Linked DNA regions of Anas platyrhynchos: region 2 is linked to region 1. A link is a contact called in public Hi-C data. All regions are on one chromosome and are shown on one strand. The core of a region is the stretch at or near the end of the contact, and the rest is flanking DNA. Distances in the headings are between cores, read along the strand shown. Region 1 holds the start of COPS4 (COP9 signalosome subunit 4). Region 2 overlaps ARHGAP24 (Rho GTPase activating protein 24).

Evidence for each region. A called contact is a pair of places that touch in the nucleus more often than the background predicts.
Region 2: a contact with region 1 is called in a Hi-C map of F1 follicle, with 2.8 times the contacts expected there. The contact joins the enhancer-like site here to the promoter of COPS4 in region 1. A contact is called at or near these places in 2 of 8 Hi-C or Micro-C datasets (F1 follicle and liver).

The regions. Positions count from the first base shown.
Region 1 is chr4:47,938,532-47,942,802 of IASCAAS_PekinDuck_T2T, forward strand. It overlaps COPS4 (COP9 signalosome subunit 4), which reads left to right and starts at 2,861. Exons shown (of 10, transcript XM_038178265.2): 1 at 2,861-3,027. The coding sequence starts at 2,954. It overlaps LIN54 (lin-54 DREAM MuvB core complex component), which reads right to left and starts at 2,797. Exons shown (of 14, transcript XM_038178262.2): 1 at 2,643-2,797.
Region 2 is chr4:48,069,451-48,073,720 of IASCAAS_PekinDuck_T2T, forward strand. The region is part of intron 3 of ARHGAP24 (Rho GTPase activating protein 24); the gene reads left to right. Among named protein-coding and RNA genes, the nearest start is that of ARHGAP24, 110 kb to the left of the region's middle. Within about 2 kb of position 1,646, at least 3 of the 8 cell types and tissues checked have an H3K27ac peak or open chromatin away from gene starts, as enhancers often do. A contact at or near this core is called in F1 follicle, where this site is marked.

The sequences.
Region 1 (4,271 bases), core at 1,611-4,110:
GAAGCTGTGAGTGCCAGAGCCACTGCAGGAAACTTCGCCCAAGCACATGATGCAGCTGGGCTGGGGTCCCAGGGAAGCCCGGCCATCTCCCTTCCTCCCTGCCCCTCCCAGCTTGGCATTGATACTCCCTGCACAGCTTGTGCCGGGAGACGGGGATGCTTCAGCTCGGCACCAGCTTGCAGCAAAGAAGTCAGTCCCAAGCAAGCAAGAGCAGCAGGAGAGGGCAGTGCAACCAGGTCCTCCCGTGGTGGCAGGCTGTACACTGTGACAGGCTGCCTGGCCCGCATTTTCTTCAGCTTCCAACCAAGCCCAGGTCGGATTCACGCAGATCAGCCTTTTGGTGCGTGGTCTACGTGTAGCTGCCTAAATGCTTACGTGGCATAAGAGAAAGGGAAAGCATGCAAGAGGAATGAACTGACAGGGAGAAGCTGAGCCATCAGCAGCAAGCAGGGCTGTGAGCATGCATAGGCATGTGTTCCAAGTCTCCTAAAGAAATGGGAGATTAATATATAGAAAAAAAAAAGGTAAAAACACAACTGCAAAACTATGAAAGCTGGCAGGAAATCTCTGCCCAGACACTGCAATATTTACAATGAACTATGTTTTCTAACAGAAAGCTTTTACTGCTTTGCAGATTTGGTCTCATTTCATTTAAGAGAAATAAAAGTGAGATGGGGGTGAGAAGAGCAGATTGAATTATATAGGCAGTCATGAGACCACTGGGATTTTTTTTGGTAAAACTAATATTGAAACAAGAGAACCCAGGAAAACCAGATGACAACTTATCTCAAGAATATCAGATTCATCTAAAGAGGCTTGTAAAACCTTCTTCAGAAAGGCTTCATGTGTCCATAGTAAACTGCAGTTATCTCAAGGAAACAAGCAGGGGATGAACAGACCAGGGGGCTGTGTCTGTACCTGGAACTTCTAGTATGGATCAGAACACGGCCCAGAAGTAGGGATGGAGCTGTGACCAGGGCGGGAACGCCTCTGAGAGCAGAAGTACAGCCTGCAAAGGGCAGTGACACACATGGAGGAGCTGAGGAGCCGCCAGTCTGTACCTGGGTCTGGAACGTCTGAAACGTGAACCTGTCGTGCTGCATAGCTATGCGTCTCACTGACAGTCGAGGGGTCATTCTGGATGTCTTCTTTTTTTCCCGTGTAAGACAAATGTTTCTGTTTTCTACCATTATAAAGCTAGCCAGCCCGGTTGTAGGCTGCCCTGGGAACCCCATGCTGCTTTGCAGGTTTTCTAAGTGGCAGAGTAATCCAAGCTACTAAAGAGTAAGGCCTGCTAAAACGCAAGCCCTAGGAGCAGACCTTTTAGAGATCTTTTTCTGCTTCTCTCTGGGAGGTCCTGCAGCTAAGAAGAAAAAAAACAGGAGATTCTCTCTTGGGCATTTGTAATGAATTCCAGCACTGCCACATACAGATTCCTTAGGACATCAGAAAGCATTTTTAAGCACATCCTAAGTAGGAAAGGGCCACTTCTATAGTATAGGAAGGGAACAGAGCACAAACAGAAGCGAGTGACATAAAAAAACACAGTTTGTTGCAGAAGCAGAGCTCAACAACCTTCTGTAGCGAGCCTTGCTACGTCTCCCATAAAATATTTTTGAAACAAGCATAAAGGAAATGAAACCAAGGAGCTCAGACCGAGAGCTTTCCAAAGCCTAAAAGGCAGCGATAGCTCCACATGTGAGGTGTCAACATCGCTGAGGCTGGGATCCTCCACCACTCTCCATCGTCACACTTCCAGCTGACCTGTGGTGTGCAGATCCTCAACCCTTCTCCTGAGAAGCTGAGCTGAACGGCTGAGCGCTCAGTAGCGGGCTGTCAGGGCTGGGACGCGCACACGAGTGCGAGCAAAACAAACAACGCCAGACACAGCTCCCGAGACGTCACCTCGACACTTCGCCTTGCATAACCAACTTCTGAACCCCACAGCGCTCCGGGAAGCACCAAGGGCGGCTTCCAGCCACCGAGCCGCCGGGGCTGCCCTCTCCGGCGCTGTCCCCGGCAGCCTGAGGGGCGCTTCGCCCTCAGGGCGGGCACGGAGCGGGCGTTTGGGGGCAGGCCGGGCTGTTGGGTCCCTCCTCGCAAGACCCCGGCCACGGGGGAGCCACCGGAGCCAGCGGCCGCCTGGGGTCGCCCCCTGCCCGCTGGGTTTTGCCCCCCCTGCCCGCTGCCGTGCGGCTCCTGGCCCCACAGAGCCCCCCTCAGACAAAGGCCGGGCCCCGGGAGGCACCGGGCGGGCGCCGGCTCCTCCCCGCCGGCCGGGCCGGGGCCCTGCCGCCTCCCGGGGCCGCCTGAGGAGCCGCGAGCCCCTAACGGCTCCTAACGGCTCCCAACGGCCCCCAACGGCCGCCCCCCACCCCCGGCCCGGCGCCTCACCTCAGCGGCGCGGGGGTGGCCGGGAGCCGCCGGCCCCGTTTCGAAAGCTCCGCCATTTTCCGCCCGGCCCCGCCGCACCTGCCCCAACCCCAACCCCAAGCCCAAGCCCGGCCCCGGCCCCGGGGGGAGCCTCCCGCTCCCCGCCGCCCCTCACGGAGCGCCCCGCGGGGCCGAGCCTGCGCCCTGCCGCCGGCTGTCAGCGCCCCGCCGCCGCCGCACGGCTCTGCCTTCCCGCCCCCCGCGCTCACCGGGCGGCCGCTGCCCTTCCTCGTCGTCCTCCTCCTCGTCGTCCTCGTCGTTTCGCTCCGTTCAGGCTCCGCCGCCCCGCTCCCCCCCCCCCCCGCCGCGGCGCCCGGCGGCGCCCGCCCGCCCGCCGCGGCCGCGTTTGTTCAAAATCACGCGCCCCGCGCCGTTCCCCCGCCGCATCCCATAATACTCCGCCGCGCCGCCCTGGCAACCGGCGCCGCCGCCGCTCCCGCCCCCGGCCGCGGGGCTCCATGGGCGCGGGGAGGGAGGAGGAGGAGGAGGAGGAGGAGGAGGAGGGCGGCGGGGCCACAAGATGGCGGCGGCGGCGCGGCAGGAGCTGGCGCAGCTGATGAACTCCAGCGGCTCCCACAAGGACCTGGCGGGAAAGTGAGTGCCGGGGGCTGCCCCCTGCGGTACGGGGTGCTGAGGGGGAGGCTGGTTTGGTGCAGGGGGGGGCTCCGGGAGTGGGGTATGGAGGTGGCCGGGGCCCTGCGGCTGTGGTTTGTGAGGAAAAAGAAGGGGAAAAAAGGGTTTTTTGCCTCAGGGTTTGGCCGTTTTCTGCGTGTTTTTCGGTTTTGAGCGAGGCTCCGTGCGGCCATGCTGTGGGGGGACCGTTGGGGCCGCGCGGTGAGGCCAGGGCCGGGTCCTTCGGGACGCCGGTAAGCCTTCGTTTTATTCTACTTCATTATTATTTTTTTTTACTTTATTCATTTATTCTAGTTCTCTTTTATATTATTATTTCTTATTTTTCCATTTTCTCCTTTAATTTGCACGCGCGTTTTGGGTGCTGCACCTCGCTGCTCGCCGTGTGATTTCTCACGCGGATTTTTTTTTTTTCTCTTCCCTGAGGGTAGGCTGTGAAGCTGCTCGGTTACAGTAAAATTTCTTCACTCCCCGACTACCTCTTTCTTTCCTGGAGGATTTCTCTCCCTTTGGGAGCTGCACGTTAAAATTAAAATGTTTTCTTCGAAATACCTGCTGATATCTACGTTCTCTCTTGATGAACACACTTCAGACATTTTTACATTTCGGATATGTTTTGCCTCTCTTGAGTAGTAGTCGTCCTCAGGTTAAAGCCTGGAGTTGCACTGGCCTTTTGAACCATGAAAATTGAAAAAAATAAATAACATTAAAAATGTTTCCCACCCCCCACCCTCCCCTTTGAAATTAACACTTAAAAATGCATGTTTTCTGTGTGTGTTTGTCTCGGGGGACCAGAACCTGCTGCTAACTACCAAATTCCACCCCAGTTTCCTATTGTCACTGAATGTGGCAGTTTAAACCTTTGTCTTTTTTAAGTAGTGTTACTCCACAAGGGTTACGATTTTCTTTACTTATTCTGTGTCACCTCTTTTTGGCAAAAGAAAACTGCACTGATGTAGGGATATATAAATAAACTAAAAAAAAAAAAACAAAAACAAAAAACCCCAACACCTTAATTGCACAAATAATAAGATATAAGAAGATGATTGGCTACATTATTGACCCTTTTGGCCTGGGTTTTGGTAAGAGTTAGATACCAATTTCAGGTGAATGTGCCTGGCACGTGAACGTCAGTGCTTTGGAAAATATCTACCTCACAGACAGAGAGAATAAAAGCAGGAGGAAGGCTCAGGTAGAAAATAAGCAGA
Region 2 (4,270 bases), core at 396-2,895, 130 kb after region 1:
TAACGTAGGTTTAATGTCCTCAGAGTACCATTAAGTACTGTTAGATCTGCAGCTTTTTTTTTTTTTTTTTTTTTTGATGCATCAGCTCTTTTAATTCCTTTTCTGTTTTGACAGCATCAATTACATATCAACACGTTATTTAAAATAAATAGATGGGGAGTACTCCCTTGCAAATGCCCTGAAGATCCAGTTGTGTTCATAAGTTACCTTGCTCTGACAAAGGCTGGGGAGAGTTTTAATAAGGCTTTTATTCCATAGTAATTAAATAATGTCTGACTGATGACACCATAACTCAACAGATTAAATTGCAGTGTGGAAATGTGGAATGTGTCCCGTGGAGATGCACGTCAGTAATGAGAAGAGCTGGGTGGTATGTGACACCCCCTCAGACCGTGTCAGCCCTGGGTAAGGCGGCGGGGCTGTGGAGTCTGAGAGTGGGGCAGCCGTGTGTAACGTGTTGTTTGAGGTGTGTTACATTTCTTGGGCTGTAGGCAGAACTGAGACATGTGCAGCATTATTGAGGTATGTGGATTTTAACTTAAAACCAGCACTGTAATTGGCTACTGTCCTTCTCCTTTGTATTTTTATTTTTTAAAGCAGGTGGCTCATATGGTTCAGCACCTGACTAAAGTCTTTACCACAAGGTTGTGGACAGTTTCAGCCTCGGTGTAGGCAGAGTTCATCCTTGGTGGTCTCTTGTGCTTAACCTGTGTCTGTTTCTGAAGAGGAAAGGTAAAGATTAACTGCTACACTTAGCTCTTCATCTTGCCCTTTCCACCTTCAGGGGCACAGCTTGCTGCTAAGGAAAGTATCAGGGTTTTGCACAGCTCTGTTGTTCAGCACAATACACGTTCCCTTTACTAGTAAGGTGGGAGTTGCTTTGTGTGAGGTGGTGAGATCTGCACCGTGTGGCCTGTCACAGTAAGTTGAGTGGCTGCTGTCACTTACGTACTGAAGTGCCTGATCTTGGGCAGCTCTTCAACAAAACGAGGTTGAATCCCAGGCTGGATTTTTGTGCATCAGAAACAGTGGTGCCTGACCTCTCATGACGCTCCCCAGCAATATTTTCTTCTGCGGAGTGACAGAGAACTCCCTCCTAACAGGCATTGCCAAACAGGCTTATCTAACGGCCTTTGTCTGTGCTTAAAATGAATCCAAAAGCATAAAGAGATCAACCTCTCCAAATCCGTTTATTCCGTGTGCTGAGGTGGGTGACCGAGCAGCAGATAAAGACGTCTCAGACGAACAGAGCTGGTGTGCAGGCTGAGCTCTGCCCTGACGCGGTGCCAGGCACCGAGCTGAGAGCACCGCTTGTTGCTGCAGCTCTGCTTCCCTGGTGAGTCTGCATCCTGTGGCACTGGAGCCGTACTGGAGCCAGGCCCGTGGCTGTTCCTGTACTCAGTGGCTTTTTCTGAAAGGAATCACCATCCCCTTTCCATCTCAGACACGTTCCCTCTCCTGCATGGTGCGCCCTTTGCACCGGCTGGGGTCCCCCAGAGCTGGTGCAGCTGCTGTGTGCTGGCTTTCAGGGAGGCCTTGAAACTGAGGGAATTTCACAGTGGGTGTGACCGCGAGGTTAATGCAGTGAATATTCCGTTTCCTATGTGACATCCCGTGCCGGGTGATGCAAGCCAAGAGCACGGCAGTGCTGCCCTCTGCAGCCCCCCGTTGTGCTGGCCACAGGAGGCAGTGGAGTGGCTTTTAGGGCAGCCTGGTGCAGAGGAGGCTGGAAAGCTGCCTGCCCAACGTGCCTGCTGCCCAACTTGGTGGCCCCTGGAGAGTGCTTATGGATGGTAGCGATCATGGTGTAGTACTCGTCTGGGATAAAGCGATCCTGGGAGAATGGGCAGGGTGTCGGTGTGTCTGGACCATGCACTAGGGTGACGCTGTGAAGAAGAGGTAGGTTTGGTATGCATTTCCCACAGCAGCAACTTTGAATGGGCTGCAGAACAGTGATTAGATCTCGAGATGACTTCAAACAAACCCTTTCCTGCTCTGTTTTTGTTCCCACACAGGGCAGGCGAGTCAGCTTAACTCAGGGCCTGACACGCAGAAGGAATGTGGCCTCATGCCACAAGGTGTGCTTAGCTTCCTCACCTGTATTTTCTGGTGTTAGTAGCCGCAGTGCATATCTATCCTAAGGAGCTGCTTGCTCTCTCCTCATGCAGTTTATATGAAATGCTTTCCAGTTACTTCCTTTGTAGCCTGTTGGGCCCTAGGATGCTGCCTGTGTTAATGTGTAACTACAAAACCAGGTGTAGTGGTGCTGTGCTAGTGACAGGCACGCCTCCTGTTTTCTGGGGCTGCTTGAACACCGCTGTATTCTGGAGGTGGTGTACGAATTGCTGCCACTGCTCTGCGTGATGAAAAGCTCTGGGGTAGCTGTTCCAGCCCCCGAAGCGTGGCTTCTGACTCGTTGCCCTCATCTTTCTTTTAGTGCTAGGAAAAAGCTGGACTTGGAGTTTTGCAACAGGCACAAGCACAAGAGCCGTGCTGCACCCCATGGTCGCAGCATTTCTGTCTTGAGTACGGGGCTCTTACTCACGTGCTTTGACTCGTGCAGCTGTGTCAGAAAAGACTCCCTTGAATACCTTGCTTCGGGGGAAAAAAAAAAAAAAGAGAGAATGAAGTGTTCCACCTTGTATTAACACATTGCAAAAGGAGCTTCTGCTGACGAGGGATGATTCACTGCTCTGGCAGCAGAGAAGCGCCCACATGCAGTTATTCCAGGTTGCTGAATGCCAAGCGCTTGCCGTGGTGGTTGACCTTCATCTCTGTAACTGGGAGTACTTGGAAATCTGGCCCCAAATGGCTTCCATACATTTCAGAAGCACTTCTGTTCTTTATTCTTCGCCTGTTCCAGAAGGAAAGGTTTGAATATTCAGTGGTTAGGGTACGATGTTAGAGATACTTGGCTAGCTGGTGTTTCACCTGTGTGATGTCAGGAAGGCATCAAGAAGTGCCTGTTGCTAATGGCTAGTCAAAAAGAAGCAAAGAGGGTTGAGGAGGGGGAATACCAGTTGTCTTGGGCCTCCTCCTTTCCTCCTGAAACATTTATGACCTCTGCCTGGCAAACCACCCCAGTTAATAAGAATTTTGCAGCGGTACCTCTGACTCCTGAGACTGGTGGCAAAATTCCCAGCAGCTGTAAACAAGATTGCAGCCGGATGATGACAGGATGTTGTGGAAAACACTGCAATGCCTTGACATTGGAAAGGGGATTTTAGGTTGAAAATTCCTAAGTCTCCAACTGGAATTTAGCTGTAGCCATGTTTACACCCCCCCCTCTCCCCTGTGTGAATGTGCTTGGGGGAGTCATCACAAGGACTTGAATAAGTGCATGTGGTCAGGAAGTCTGTTCCAGATTTCGTCCAAATGCCCTATATGTAATAAGATCCACCACGGCTCTGGGAGTATGTTCTCAAGTGTAAAATCAAACAATAACATTCAAAGTTGGCCTTTTGTTCTTTGCAGATTTCACTGCGTTACTGCACTGCATGAAAAGAATAAGAAGCCCACAGTAACGTGCTCTCTAAGCTTGCCCATAGCTTGTTATAAAGTTTTTAGAAGAAAACACGTGAGGTTGAGTTACCTCTGGAAGATGTTGACCTTTACAGAAGAACAATACCTATAATCTGACTTCTGCTGGCTTGAAACTGATCGTCTTTAATTGACTTAGAGTACTTCTTGCAAAGATCAGATCCTGTTTCAGCGATAAGCCATTTAATAATGAAAACATCTACAGAGCATGTTTTTGGTGCGTGGAGGCATGTGTGTGCGCAAATGCAAGCATGTGCACTCAGCGTTGCATGGTGATATACATGTGGACGTGGTTAAAAGAAAACTTTCTCCTTTGTGAGGCCAGAATTGCTGCGTCTAACCAATAACAACCATCTACAGTGTGACAGCCTTTGGAAACATCAGACACCCCCTGCACTGTAAGAGCTCTTCCAAACCTGCCCTTACCTTCTACACAGAAATCCTCTGGGGGAAGCTCTCCTGCCTGTCTGTGACATAGCTAACGCTTCACAGTTCTGCACAGAGTGCAAGATTTTTATCCTATACAAAAGAATGTATTTTTTCTTTAAAGCACAGGCTTTGGATTAGATAGAAATCGTCTCATTTTAAGATAAGGAAATTTGTGAAGTTGGACCTTAGTAAAGCGTTTGTCAGTTATTGAAATGCCACCTTAAAGTTAATGTAGCTTCCCTCGTTGCCCGCACCTGAAAACATGATGCTGGTCTGGTTTTGGGATTATTTTTAAGAAATT